Linked DNA regions of Mus musculus: region 2 is linked to region 1. Evidence: chromatin contacts called from public HiChIP or PLAC-seq data. All regions are on one chromosome and are shown on one strand. Each heading gives the region's core, a stretch centred on a gene start, on an enhancer-like site or on the middle of the called end of the contact. The rest is flanking DNA. Distances are from core to core; before and after follow the strand shown.

Region 1 (7,609 bases), core at 2,578-5,077:
GCAAGGCAGAAAGTAACAAACACAGCTACTGTGCTGGTCTGTCCTAATTGACAATTCTGTCTTGCTTCACCTGTATTATCCCAGTCTGAGCATGTTCAGCTGGACAGCCAGCAATCCATAAGAATTCATAATGATTAAAAACATGGTACAATTGTTCTTCGCCACCTAACCACAGGCCTCTGAGGGTAGGAAAAGAGGAGCAGATGCCAAAGTCTCTAGCCCTTGCTGACCTAAACTGCAATGTCTAAAGTGACTAAGAGAGCTGTAGAGAAGCCATCCACGCTCTGTGATCAACATACAACTGTTGCTTGGCTCTAAAAGCCAAAAAATATACAAAAAAAAAAGATACAAAAATGCATCTGAAAGTGTTTACCAGCAATCCCTATATAGCCCTTTCCCTCCAGTATGATTGGCAGTTGTCTGTTACCTGAGCAAAGTTGGGTTTCTTGTTTTCTTTTGTTTTTTGTTTGTTTGTTTGTCTGTTTGAGACAGGATTTCTTTGTGTAACCTTGGCTGTTCTGGAACTAGCTCTGTAAGCCAGGCTGGACATGAACTCACAGAGATCCTCCTGCCTCTACCTCTTGAGTCCTAGGATTAAAAGTGTGTGCCCCCAACACCTGGCACAAAAATAAGCTTTTAAAAATTAAAAGAAATACCACTTAAGAACTAGAAATGGATATTGTCTTATTTAATAATAAATAGTAATAGTAAAAAATATTCAGGACAGTTTATTGAATATTTCTAAGCCTACAGATAAATAATTTTAGATAGAGGTTTTGTTTTTTTGTTTTTTTAATAAGAGATCTGCCAAAATGTTTTTAGTTTTAATGAGAAGTTAGAAAAACTGTGACAATACATTGGAGTATTATGTTTGGAGAGTTAACAAGGGCATGTAAAATGTATATAACATACAACTGACAAAAGTCAGATGAAAACTATGCATTTCACATACAGCATTCAAGAGCTGTGATATTTCTAAATCCACTACAAGTTTACCTGCAGTAAGGAGCAAATATGCTTCAAGGAGAGGGACGGAAACAAACACAGGTAGCATGATCCATTTTTAAGGCCAACCACTCAGTTCTGCTCATGAAGGAAGTTTAAACACAATGGGATGTGTGACCATGGCATTACCTTGACAGTGTCTATGGTCTGGTGTGGGGCTGTAGCCCCTGTGGCAGGAACACATGTAGGACCCTTCCAGGTTGGTGCAGGAACCATTCGTACAGACCTTTGGCTGCAGGCACTCGTCCACATCTTGCACAATGTTGCATAATGGAAAGAAACAAGGAGAGGGAAAGAGAGTATGAATCAACCTTCAGAAGACCAGGCAGCTTGTTCAACTTCCCAGGTGTCCCAGCTGGAAGCCACGGCTGTTGTGCTGTGTGTGCTGCTTCGGGGGCCTCATTCACTATGGCTGAAGAATGGACTGAATGACCTGAGCAAGCAAATGTAAAAGCAAGGACGGCCTGCTGTGAGCGAGGCTGCAGGTGGGGATGGGGATCTTAGGACAGTATGTCCTGCAGGATAAGGTCTCTCTTAGAGAAGGTCTGGGGACCATTCTGGGAGTTGATGGGTATAGGAGGATGGGAGGCCCTTCAGACAAAAGCTAGTGACTCAGAGCCCAGAAAGATGCAGGGCCAACAAAGCCATAACTGAAGGGGGGAATTCTTACAAACCTCTATAGGGCAGTGAATTGGCATGATAAAAACCAATCCAGGGATGCTTCTTGATAGGTTAATTCGGCAGCTAGAAGATAGCCCATAGATTATACAAACAGAAACTGCAAAGTAGAAACTACCACTTATGGAGCTGCACTGAATATTCTCCATAACTGTAGCAAAATTAACAGGGGGAGGGCATTTCAGAGAGGAAGGAGCTGGCACTTAGAGAAGCTCAGTAACTCATCCAAGGTCACGGGATTAGAAGATTTTGATGATTCTGGGGCTAGGGTGGTGATTTAATCGTTAAGAGCATTGGCTCTTCCAGAGGACCCAGGTTCAATTCCCAGAACTCATACAACATTGGTAACTCTAGTTCCAGAGGACCAGATGCTCAGTTTTGACCTTACAGGGTACTAGACCCACATGAAACACTCACATACATGAACTAAAATACAATTTTAAAAAGAAAGAAAGAAAGAAAATGGTGATTCTGAAGTTTGAACCCAAAGCCAATTAAAAACAAAACAAAACATAACAAAACCCTTTAGTTCGTTTCTGTCATAGACAAAGTTAAAACCAGTGAAAGAGAGTGGATGAGTTTGGAGTATTTTAAATTATTTGCTAGCCATATTTATATTGAAAGTAACTGTTTAAATTTTCACTTATTTCATTTAATAGCCAGCCATTGAGTTCTTACTAGAATATTGCTGCTAAAAAGAAAGAGGACTGGAGAGAAAGCCCAACTGGTAAAGTGTTTGCCATACGAGTTTGAGGACCAGAATTTCAAATCCCAGAACCTATGTAAATGTTGGCAGGCATGGTGGCCTCCTGTAATCCTAGCACTCAGGAGGGAAAGACAGGGATTCTCTGAAAAACAGACAGACTACCAAAACCGAGCTCTGGGTTCAATGAGATATGCTGCCTCAATATATAAAATCAAGACTGATTGATGAAGACTCCTAGGATCAACCTTGGACTTCCACATACATGCACACACATGTTTACATGTACATGTGAACTTTCATATACACCCAAACCCAGTTTTGAACGCTGCTGCGACCATTTGAATGCTCTTGGGTCAGTCACTTATAGTTGTTGTGGGAACATACATGGGTGTAGCATTGAAAATCTAAGAAGAAAAGCCTCAGAACTGATAAAAATTCCATTTGTCACAGCAACTTAATCTAAGTATTTTTAGCCTATAACCTAATCAAAATATCTTTTTTCCCCCCAGAGCCAGAGGCACCAAGGATATCATAAAAACCTACAGAATCTACTAACCTGGACCCATGGAGACTCATAGAGACTGATCTGCCAGCCAGACAGTATGCATGGGATTGACCTAAGCACTGAGCACATGTGCAATAGTTACGCAGCTGGATCTTCATGTGGGACCCTGACAGCAGGAGCAGGGACTGTCTCTGACTCCATTGCCTGCCTTTGGATCCCTTTCCCCTAACTGAGCTGCCTTGTCTAGTCTCAATAGAGGGCTTGAAGTTCCCAGGTTGTAACACGATATGGCAAGACTGGTTGATATCCAGGGGAGGCCCTCCCTCTTCTGAGAAAGGGAGGAGGAGTCAGAGGTGGGGGGAAAGTGAGAGGGACTGTGGGGGGGGGGGGAGGGGAGCTGCAATCCTGCAATTGAGAAATAAAGTAAATAAATAACTTAATAGATAATAATTAAAAGTTTATTTGTTTGTTTGTTTATTTTTGGTTTTTGGTTTTTTTAAGACAGGGTTTCTCTGACAGCTCTAGCTGTCCTGGAACTCACTTTGTAGACCAGGCTGGCCTCGAACTCAGAAATCCGCCTGCCTCTGCCTCCGGAGTATTTATTTTTATTTTAAATTGTGTGTGTGTGTGTATGTGAAGAGAGAGCATGTGCACATGAGTGTAAGTGCCCACAAAGGTTAGATGATGCTCCCCCCAACCCTACCCCCATCCTCCCCACCCCCACCCCATCCCCTAGTTGGAAATATAGGCAATTGTGAGCTAGGAGCAGAGCTTAGCTTCTCTGTAAGAGCAGTACACACAATTAACTTCCAAACCATCTCTCCAGCCTAATCAAAACATCAAAATCATTAAGGCTCTTGAAAGCCTTCTTTCTTTTCATCTTTCCCTGTTCACCAACACAAGGCAGAGCATCAGCTGCCCAGCGGAGTCTTTGTCTTCATTTGGCAACCCAGAGCTCGGATTGCTCTTGTCTTCCTTGCACTTTACAAAGACTGTTTTCTCTCTTAAGGGAGAACTCAGAAATAAAGTTAGACTTAACACACAGCAGAGGCCCGTCTGTGAGAGTGCGCACCGTGAATTCCATGTGTGCACAGGAAGAAGCCACTGGCACTGCCCACGGAATTCACCGTTGCTTTCAAAAATAACCCCAATTACAGCACACAGATCTGAGTTTCTAACAACAGAAAGCAGCACTTCCAGGCCGCCTCATTCCCCACCCTTTCTTTGCTTGTGGGAACCGACTTTTGTAAACACCGAGAGCAAACAACTTGAAAGAGGATGCCAAGAGTTGGAGCCAGAGTAAATAGTGGAAAAGAACGAGCCTAGACACGGGCACGTAAATTCCAGACAGCAGCGAGAGAATGTCGTGTCTAGTATCTGGTTTGGTTTCAAAAATGTTAACAAGTTCAGAAATGTATGGACTCTCTGTTTAATTACTCATGCCCCAGAAAAAGTGATTTACAGAGCCATAGAATGCAACAGCGATGTCTATTCCTAAGGCCATATTTTATTTAAATTGCAGACACTGTGGATTGCCATGCATGGGATACTTACAATGTTGCCTTTTTTTTTTTTTTGAAAGCTACCACCATGATTAATGATGAAATAGAATGCTGTGTAATAGCTAGAGTAGTTTTTAATTGTCTATTCTTTACTTATTAGAGAAAAAATTGCATGGAACCAGCCATTTCTTGTAGACATACCAGTTAGAGTCAATCAGGTCCGTGGCCTTCATGGAGATTAAGCTCTAGAGGGAATAACGTGCAACAGAGAATTCCCCAAGGGATTTCTACAAAGAGGGGAGGTAGATAGAGAGCAGCAGGACATAAACGCTTAACTGAAACGCGCAGAACAAAGCAAACTCCATAATGTATCTCGAAGCCAGGATTCTTCTCCAGCCCATAGATCCCTACATCCAGCTAGTCAGCCTACTGAACACTGCCCTACTCTCTCATAGGTACCTTACAGTCTTCACAGACAAAACTGACTGCATCTCGCCTTTCCTTTATGGCAAGGACAAGCATGTGTGGGTCTTGATGCCAACAGAAGGTTAAGGCAACATACTTCTTATTTCTAACCCTTAGGATAGTCTCCCACCAACATACCACAGGAAGCAAGATAGATTCTGCCAATCCACCATCTTCCCCTACCAGGATTACCTCATTTTTACAAGGAGGTAATCATGTCTTGGTTTCCCATATTAGACTTCAGAGTTCATGTTACTATAGCCTATGGTCATACAGAACATACATATTACCCAAATTCTTCCAAAGCATTTGCATAATGAATTCCAATAGTCTTAGCTTCTTATCTCAGGATAGGAAATTTATCAAGGAAAAAAAAACCATAGACAAATGGGTTCCACACTCCACAGGAGCTGTTAGGGTTTACCAACTTAGTGTCTACCATTTTGTGAATTAAGCTGAATTTCTCAGAGTAAGAAAATGTAGGTTTTTTTTTCCCCCTTAGGTTTACCAGGTTAATTATTTACAAGGTCAGAAATTCTGGCTATAACAGCTCAAAGATTTATGTAGACATCTCATTATGCTACCACCAGTTCCAAATTGATCCTTATCAACTGCAGAGTCCTGAGAGATTGAGAAATGCTTTGTTCACACTAGGGATACCAGGCCAGCAGGGTGTGTTACTTGAGGCCTCTATTACCCAGAAATGACTTGTCCTTAATAAACTCTGGCTAGCTCTTAGAGCATTCTTTTTCCTTTTAAAAACCTTCTACATCATTGTTTGAACCAAACATTCTACAACACTTTGTCAAGATTAACATGCAGATCGGTGGTGGGTAACCCCCCCCCCCCCACTCTACCTTCTTTTCTCTTTCTGGGAAGATGAGGGCATGCACCTCCCTCAGCCCTCTGGCAACTTTCCATTCCCCACAATTTCACCAAGATGTCTCCCAGCTGACCAGCAGTCCCACCTTGCTAATTCTTACTGCCTTGGGATGTAATTCATGTGAGTCAGGAATGCCTTTTGAATGTTTCTAAGATCTTCAGAACATATTGTCTCAAATCCCTGATTGTTGGGCATGAGCTACCAGGTGCAGAGAGACTCAGGAGGCTCTCTCCTCCCATTTATGCTCTCCTTGGACTAATCTGAGTCTTACACATCACCTGTCAGTTCCTTGGAACTTGCTAGAATTTGTCCCAGAGCAGTAATCTACATGCATTATTTCCTGTATTCTCAAGGAGATGAATCTGTCAACAATATGAGGCAATCATTTCTCTGAATCCATCCAACCACAATTAATTCCTTAGTCACCCACATAGACTCCAGGCAATGTAATCCTTTTGAACTAAAAACAGGAGTGCCATATTCCAGTAATAAAGTCACATAAATGCAGAGGCTAACCACCCCCTCACCCAAATGTGTCCTCAATGCAGTGACCCCTAAACTCTTCTCCATGGGTTATTTTTCATAGGAAAGATAGGAGAATGTATTTGACAGGAAACGGACCATGGAGAAATGAGACACAGATGTTGATTGTGCCAACATGGTGAGGCCATCTCAGCTGTGCTGAAGGTGCAGCAAATCCCAGGAGCTTAGGCCCTGTCAATTCTGATGAAGTTTAAAAACTATGAAATAGTAAGCTGCTGACAAGAACCTGCTACACAACTGACAGAGAATCACTCTTCTTTTTAGAACTTGAAAGGAGCCAAGACTCTCTCCATCCTACACAAGCAGCCAAGGATGACCTCAGAAAATCAATCCTTAACTGCATTCATCCAGCCACAGGCTTCCTACCTCACTCACTTCCCTAAGGAAGACTACTACTCTTCAGGGAAAGGCTGCCATGGTTAAGGATGTTGCAGAAGAACTTCCAAAACTCCTTAGCCATAGCTGGCAGTTTACAGAGGCTGACTCCAGCTTTGTCCTTCCTATGAAGATTTTAATTCCCATAATTGTTCCTTTTATATGGCTTTGCTCATTAATTTGCTGAGTGTAGATGAGGGGTGCCCATGATTTTATACAAATTTGTAGACAAAGGACCAGAGATTTTGTTTTAATCCTGTTTCTTACTACATGTGGCTTCCAATAAGATGATTAATCTGTTTGAGACTCAACCCTTGTATCTGTCCCACGGGCTGATGGCTGTGGAGGACCAAGTGAGAAACTTGCTCAAGTCAAAACTATATAAAGAGACATTTCTATTCTTGGTCACACAGCTGTAGTTTCTGTCTCCAAAAGCAGAATTTTTTTCCCTAAGGAGGTGAAATAATTCTACATTGAAATCATTAAAATACTAAAGAAAAACTGGAAGAAAACAACAGAAGACAGAAAGTCTTCCCATGCTCAGGGGTTGGCAGAATTAACACTGTGACAACAGCTGTAGTAGTAAAAGCAAACTGAATACACAATGTACTTCAAACTACATCTTTTTATACAACTAGAGATAAATTCTAAAGTTCATATGCAAAGAACCACAAATAATCAGGTCAATCCTAAGCAGAAAGAGCAATGATGTGGCTACCAACACTAGCTGATCTCAAATTATACTACAGAGCCATTGTAACAAAACTGGTATTAGCATAAAAATATATGTAGGCCACTGGAACAGAATGGAAGACATTGAAACCACCCACATAATGACAGCCACAAAGGTTTGACAAAGATGCCACAAACACGATTAGAGAAGAGAGCCTCTTTAGGAATGTTCGGAAACCTGGATATCTACAAGTTGGAGAAGGAAGCTAGATGCA
Region 2 (7,609 bases), core at 3,005-5,504, 160 kb before region 1:
ATATGTGTAATGGGGTTTGTTTTTTTCATCACTTGTGAGTGTGTGTGTGTCTGTGTGTGTGTGTGTGTGTGTGTGTGTGTGTGTGTATGTGTGTGTGTGTGTGTGTGCACCACAGTGCATATGTGGAGCTCAGAGGGAAACTTGTAGAGTCAGTTATTGCCTTCCACCATGTGGGTCCCAGGGACTGAATTTAGGTCATCAGAGGTGGCAGCAAGTAACTTTACCCGTTGAGCCGATAAAGTAAAGATTAATGATGGGAAGAGAAGAGTATGAGTAGAGATATAAACAACATTGAAAAATAAAATAAAATAAAATAAAATAAAATACCTTAAAGTTTCTGTGATGAAGACATAGGAATTCATTATGTCATGTTGTTTACTTTTATATATATTCAAATATCCCACAATAAAAACTTGAGTTTTGTAGTTGTTTTGTCTTCTCTTTGAGGCAAGGTCTTACAAAGTTGTCCAACTTGGTCTTGAACTTCTAATCCTTCTACTTCAATCTGATTAAAAGTTCTGTTCTTTTGTAACTTTCAGATAACTCTCAAGTATATCACAGTGCTTCAGAAAAGCAAACAGGAATCCCGTCCCTCTGGAAGCGCCTCTCTTCAGGCCCTTCTCCATTCTGACCTCTACCACATGTCTTACTATTCAGCTCGACCAAGTTATGTGTGATTCTTGAAATAGACTTTTTCAAAAAGCCTCAGTAACTATGTCTTGTCGTCGTTGGTGGTGGTGGTGGTGGTCCTTGCTTGCATGTTTGTTTTTCTTCCAGCTCAAATGTCACGAACTCCAGGAACCCTCCCCTGGCTCAGCATGATAGTGTCCACTTCTTGGACTGCCATACTACTCTTCTTGATAGGCATATATTCACACATTGCAATGTGCTTTTTGCAATACTTTAAAATGTATGCATGACTAACAAGGTGGTAATATTCTATGAGAGGAAGTCAATATCATTATCCATATTTGATGTTTAAAAATACCAAATGAATCATCTTGTATAAAAAAAACACTTTAGATTTTTAAAAATTTCCTTTTGATGACTTCTTCATGAAGGGATCTGTAGATTAGACTGGATGTATTAAGTCTTTAAGCATTTTAGATTTAACAAAAGCTCTAAATTTAGGAAGTAATGGTCCAAACAACTTTCTAAATTCATGAATTTCTAAATTTATCTGCTTCTATAAGGTTGGTATGAGATAATAAACAAGATAAGTTACAGAACGTTTTATGCATGCTGTGTCTCATTAATTCTGACAGCTAGATAGATTTGTTCTCAATTCTTATATCTTACTTAATATCACCAGCACTAGCTTAAGTCAAAGTTCTTACAGCTTACAAAGAGAGGTTGAAGAACTATTACATACATACACAGACACACTCAGACACATGTGTGTGTGTCTATGTGTGTGTGTGTGTGTGAGACATCAAGAGATTCTGCTCCTGATGCTATTTGGCTCTTCTAGTTATCTGTAATAATGGTCCCCAGAGACATTTTATGTGAGTGAGTATGACTACCCTTCTCAGTGCCAATATTATGTCATGTCTTATAAAATTTAAATACAGCTCTCAGCAAACTGTCACTTTTGGCGAATCTGCTAGGCCCATTGTCACCACCATTCTTTCTACCTGTCATCAACAGAGATAGAATAATGATATTTGAGTGTTGGCAGAGTCTGAGTTCTACAGGACCACCCTGCAGGAGACACAGAGGACCACAGTTGAGAGAATAGTTCAGTAATAAAAACTGAATGAGTGTGTTCCGGGTAGGAACTAAAAAGAGAGTTAGGGTGCAGTTATGAATCCACAGAGCCTGAGAATGCTTTTGTGTCTGGTAAAAGTCTACTAATGGAAATGGTAAATGTATTGGTCATGATGCAACATCAATTGCATGACAAGGCCAGCAGTCTCCACTGCACAGTGGATGTCCTTTCCATAGAGAGCATCCATTTTAAACCTAGGTAGAATGAGAGACAGCATCATTATGTTAAAAAAAGGCATGAGCATTGTTTCCAGCAAAAAAACCTCACCCCACTGGCCTTTTAAAATGCAAGGTAGCCAACTCTTCTCATTTGATTTCTTCTCTTACAGCACTCTGCTCACTACAGCGCTATCTACTTTCTGAATGAGGTGAAAGTAAATGTTATTTTCTTTTCTATTCCTAAAGCAGGCATAGTTTAAATCCTTACAACAAAAGAAACACCATCAGAGGCAGAGACATGTCTGGATCAAGACTGGCTGGGGAGGGAAGTGGGCTACAGAGAAATCTGAAAAACCACCCTTCAGATTGGCCACTTGCCCAGGCCACAGGAAAATAATGATCTCTAAAACAGCCTGTCAACTCATATGATTTTTGAGTGGCAGGCATTCCATGCATAAATGAAATACTTTCTACTTTGAGAAAGCAGAACTGAGACCCGGGCCAATTTCAGTGTTCACTCAAATCGAACTTGCAGTGTGAGTATCTCAGAACCAAATATGGATGTACTTGGTTCTCCAATTTAAAACTACTTCAAATTCTTGAGGGCTTGGGAGCCCCAGAAGGCTCTGTTAGCTTGAGATCTGAGAAGGAGCATTCTTCATGGGTACAGGGAGAGCTTCTGCAGTATGCCTGGGAAAGGACATACTTCTCTCGAGGTCCTTGATTCCAGTCTTTAGAACTGTTCTGCAACAGGGACCTTCATGTACAGATGTCTAGGCACAACTCTCACGTGCCTTCCAAGGTTAATTTGCACAGAAGGCACCCAGGAAGCCCAGTGCAAAGCAGTTTGGATTGTTGAATGGAAAGAAAATGTCCTCAAAGCAGAGGAGAGACCGAGCCGGTTTGTTAACTTGGAGACTGACTGTGCCTTAGATTGATGGCTGTGTCTAACTCCATTCCTAGCTCATCAATTTCCCTTTGGGCCAATTGCATTGGTCTCTCTGCCACATTACAAATGCTCCAGACAGGGGAAAATGCAATTAAAATCACTTACACATTCTCTAATGCAGTTGCTTGTCTGTGGGGTTGAAAAAAATTAAGCGGCGAGAAAGTAATAACTAAAAGGAAGCTCTGGGAATAGATATAAATTTCCCATGTTATTTTCCTCCCGTGGGTAGTTCTCTGCCAGTTGTACCAGGAACACATCCTTAATTAAAACTCTGACTGTATTTATAGTCTTAAAGCAAATCAATGTCATAATAATATGGCACCTTATGGGGTAGTTATGGGCCAGCTGATTAAGGGAAAAGACGGGACAACATTTGGGAAATAAAGAAGCCTTCAGAAAATAAAAGTACCAATCCTATTAAACAGAAGCTTAAAAGATATTAGTGTAGCTGCAGCAACCTGAATCCTGTCACAAACTAGACATGAATAAGATCCTTCTATTACAGTAGGGGCATCAAGATTTACACTGCTTTGAACTCCGCTGACCGAAATGAAATCCATAATGGTAAAACCATCACCAACCATCTCACTGTCTTTCCTTCTTTTATAAATGTTCTCTTGTATGCTCTTGGAAGGTGCCGAAAATTCTGTTTATTACAATAACCAGTAAAAAGGGGGAAATACCTTTTGGATCAGTTTATGAGTCAGTTCAAGACTTTTTTTTTTTTAATTCAAAGAAAGTAGCCCTAAACAGTCATACTACAAAGGTTATTATAATGTTTTATTTATTATAAAACAGCATACATTTATATTTTCCCTGGCTATTACTATGTATAGCTGCACTCACAACTACTAGAAGCCACATACAGCTGTTTTTATGATCTTACCAACATACTGATAATGGTGCTAGTCAATAAACAATGAACTTGTTGGAGAACTGACCAACAGTAAAGAGTCTCAATTAGTCTAGTGAGCTAAGACTCCTCACACTGAGCAAGTGACCACAAGGAGGAAAGGAATAAGCACGTCGGAATGCACACTTGCCCCCTGGATGTGCGGGTGTTGTAGCCAGCAGAACTCCCAGGAATTGCTTTTCTTAGGCAAGGAGAATATATGCAAGAGAGCAGGCTGGACTATTTTAAATGTAATCAATTAATTATATTAATAACTTTTATATCTAAAAAATGGGCCCTCTCAAAGCTGATGTTACATCATGCCGTCATTGCTGAGACTTCAACCAACCCACACCAGTGACGAAAATGATGACTAAATTCCACTACAAATGTTATCTGAAGCCAATATCTTTGTGTCTGTGACTAAGATGGACTTATTCTTCAAGTCAACTGCCCATAAAACTTACTTAATACCACCAACAATACCCATCAGCCAGCACACCACAAACTAGTCATAAACCAATGCCTAACAGAAGATCATGACAAGGTACAGCCTTTTTCACTACAAAAGACAATTCAAAATGTGCACTTGAATGATGTAATTGAACCCCGTCTTCGCCTGGATGACAGCATAAACAGAGAAATTCCTGGGATTCGGGGCTAATAGATTGTTTACACTGTGTAGAATTCTGCCTGCACGTACTTCCTCCATGACTGTGGACAAGTTACGTACATTTTCTTATTCTCAGTCTCCTCTCTGTAAACAATGGGAATGATGCCCACACCCCTACTTGAAATTGTGGCAGTGAGAGAGAGTGCCTAGTGCCAGTGAATTCCCATGTAAACGGGCATTCTCTTTTTTCAATCCCAGAGATGAATTCAAAGACCAAAGCACAGTGACTTTACATACCACAGACTCTGAAGGGACAAAGACCACATGAAAGAATAGAACACCCAAGATTTTAGGTCTCATAAAGTAATGAGAACATGACAGCATGATGGCTGACTCCTATAATAAATGAGCAACTGATATAAAGGGGAAATAAGGGACCATGGGGCTAGCTTTTGGAGAACAGGTGTCTGTAAAGCATGCAATCTTCCAAGACAGACAAAACATGCTCTGTGTCCTAGGATTCCATTCCCTATTGCAAAACATCAAAGAAATCAAGCAAGCATTTGATGTCAAAATTCTGAGTCCATTCTTTATGTCTCTGCTAGCGTTCACTAAATTATGCCATTTCCTTGGGGAAAAAAAAGCATTTTCCATCAAAGATCAGAGCCTTCATATCCTCAAGGTTTTATGTCTATGAAATGCAACCAACCATGAATGTACAGTATGTTTCTCAAAGTAGTGATATCTGTACTGAACACCTTTTGTTCTTTTCATTATTCCTTAAAGAATATAGGATAACAATATTAGGTCACATCTCCAAGTGAGACACAGATGATTGAAGTCACACAGGAAGATCAGCATAGGTTATATAAAAAACACTGTGCCCAAGCCGGGCGTGGTGGCGCACGCCTTTAATCCCAGCACTCAGGAGGCAGAGGCAGGCAGATTTCTGAGTTAGAGGCCAGCCTGGTCTACAAAGTGAGTTCCAGAACAGCCAGGGCTATGCAGAGAAACCCTGTCTTGAAAAAAACAAACAAAAAAAAAAACCACCCAAGCAAACAGACAAACAAACAAACAAACAAAAACACTGTGCCCCTGAACAGGAAGGATCTGGGCATCATGATCATGCATGGTGTTCATGGAGTCCTGGAATCTATCACATAAGGACACTAAGGGACAAGTCTCATCCCCAGTGTTCTAGTTTAGAAGACTACAGTGAGAACTACTACTGATTTGGGTTTACTTTTGAGGGGATTGGGTGAGTAAAATTAAATTTTGCTTTTTCTTTCTATAAGTAGGTTAATCTCTAAAATATGTAATCTGGGCATGATGACTTTGCAAAAAACATTTATACTTTCTCAAGGCATCCATGTAACACTGATCTCCTCAGTGTTCTTCCTGTCAGCCTGAAAGATTTCCCCATTCCCCAGATCCTTATATATTATACACAGCCTTTTGCTCACTACCATTTTGATGTCTAGCCAAGTGAAGGGATGTAGAGAGGCAGATGAAATGTATAAAAATGTTCAAGCAGTAGTTTTCTGTGAAGGCTCTCCCTGACTGATGACCCAGAGAAACCACAGGTTCACAACTGGCAAGTGAGACAACCACTCAGTCTCTAGGTGCGCAGCAAATCATAAGATGGCAAGACTCATGGCAAAAGAGCATGCGCAGCAGCCATCAGATCTCCTCCTACGCCACTCCCAGTCAGTCCCCTGCCATGGAACCCTTTCCATGCTGAACTACACTGACCTAAGTGTGATCACGCAAGCGCAGGTGTGATGATTATTGCATATTTATCACAATAAATGGTGGGCAGAGGTGTATGTATTTACATAGAGTATGCATGGAAAAGCTGCTTGCTGTTGAGTCGGTCCTTGGCTCACGGGACTTAACAATTTTTTTCAACTGGATGACGGTGTGGTATCTGTATTAGTGGTATCTATATTGGACAACTTAATGGGTGATACTTTGGGAGGATCAGAGTGAAGGATTGTGCTGTTTCTATGGATAAGCAAATAACCTACTCGAACAACAGGTCTTCTAAGTTGAATCATATAAACAGGTCTGAAAATAGTTTCTCCAGTATGAAAACAGCTATTCCGTGTTGAGCATGGCTAAAGTAGCTATCCTTTAAATAAATAAATAAATAAGTAAATAAATAAGTAAGTAAATAAATAAATAAATAAATAAATAAACAAATGAGTTACAGGAGGAAAAAAATGATGAAAAAGCTACAAAGGGCATCAGTGCTGTGCATTCCAGATAAATTTACAAGTGCTTAGTGCTGGATTTACCAACACAAAAGTCTTCATTGTGAACTGTTCCTCAAAGAGGAAAAAGTAGACCATCAGTCAGTGCTCGTGTGGAGTCTGGATGGGACTGTCACAGAGGAAAAGAGCCCTTCCTTCTGTTGAGAGTTTAGAAGGCCATGGCACACACACACATTGTGCATCTAATTGTGTTGGTACAGAAACACTCACGGTTGCATTTCTTGGGACCTTTAAATGGTGGGATTTACCTACAAACCCCATCCTTTAAAAAATGTAAATGGTCAAGAGCCCGAATCCCTTTCATTTCAGCTTATATCTAAGCACCTTCTGAGTCTCAGTTTTTTCAATATGCAAAACATATGCATGATTCTTAAGTTGTAATGGAGTTCTCTCTTAATAAACCTATCTTAAATTAAAGCTAGCGTTAGTTGAAAATGCATTCAACAGGTAAGGACTGAAAACAGCACAACTTGGCAGCAAGGTACCCTATTGGGTACCAGTTGTTTGCCCTTCTGGTCATCTGACTAAAATAGAGCTATAGCTCAGACTATTACCCAGCTTTCAAGAAAGGAAGGTCCAATAAATGGGAAGATTGGGCAGAGATCCAAGATCAAGGTTCAAAGCGTGGTTTCCACTGAATTCCTATCACATTTACATCATACAGTTGTTAAGTCAAGGTACCATGAGCAAAAAACTGACTAGGCAGCACATAGCATTACCATGCACACTCTATCAAAGTATATACACCTGTGCACATCATATGGTATTGGGAATGTATAGTATGCATACACTATGCTTATTAATATTTGTTGATGATCTCTTGTATCAGCAACAGAAGCCTTTGGGGTTTTTTTGTTTTTGTTTGTTATTTTTTCTGTTTCTGCATTGGGATATATAGTCACTACTGTAGTAAAATGTAATGCAATTTCCCCATCTTCAAAATACACGTGTTAAAC

What was found. HiChIP or PLAC-seq counts read pairs in DNA pulled down with a chosen protein or histone mark.
Region 2: a contact with region 1 is called in an HNF4G HiChIP or PLAC-seq map of pancreatic cancer cells. The contact joins two enhancer-like sites. A contact is called at or near these places in 1 of 115 datasets of contacts at active chromatin or transcription factors (pancreatic cancer cells) and 2 of 9 other capture datasets (adipose tissue and liver).

Annotation. Positions count from the first base shown.
Region 1 is chr17:75,303,804-75,311,412 of GRCm38.p6, reverse strand. It overlaps Ltbp1 (latent transforming growth factor beta binding protein 1), which reads right to left. Exons shown (of 34, transcript NM_019919.4): 20 at 1,135-1,257. Among named protein-coding and RNA genes, the nearest start is that of Rasgrp3, 130 kb to the left of the region's middle. Within about 2 kb of position 3,827, at least 44 of the 459 cell types and tissues checked have an H3K27ac peak or open chromatin away from gene starts, as enhancers often do. A contact at or near this core is called in pancreatic cancer cells, where this site is marked.
Region 2 is chr17:75,467,371-75,474,979 of GRCm38.p6, reverse strand. All of the region lies in intron 1 of Rasgrp3 (RAS, guanyl releasing protein 3), which reads right to left. Among named protein-coding and RNA genes, the nearest start is that of Rasgrp3, 35 kb to the right of the region's middle. Within about 2 kb of position 4,254, at least 13 of the 459 cell types and tissues checked have an H3K27ac peak or open chromatin away from gene starts, as enhancers often do. A contact at or near this core is called in pancreatic cancer cells, where this site is marked.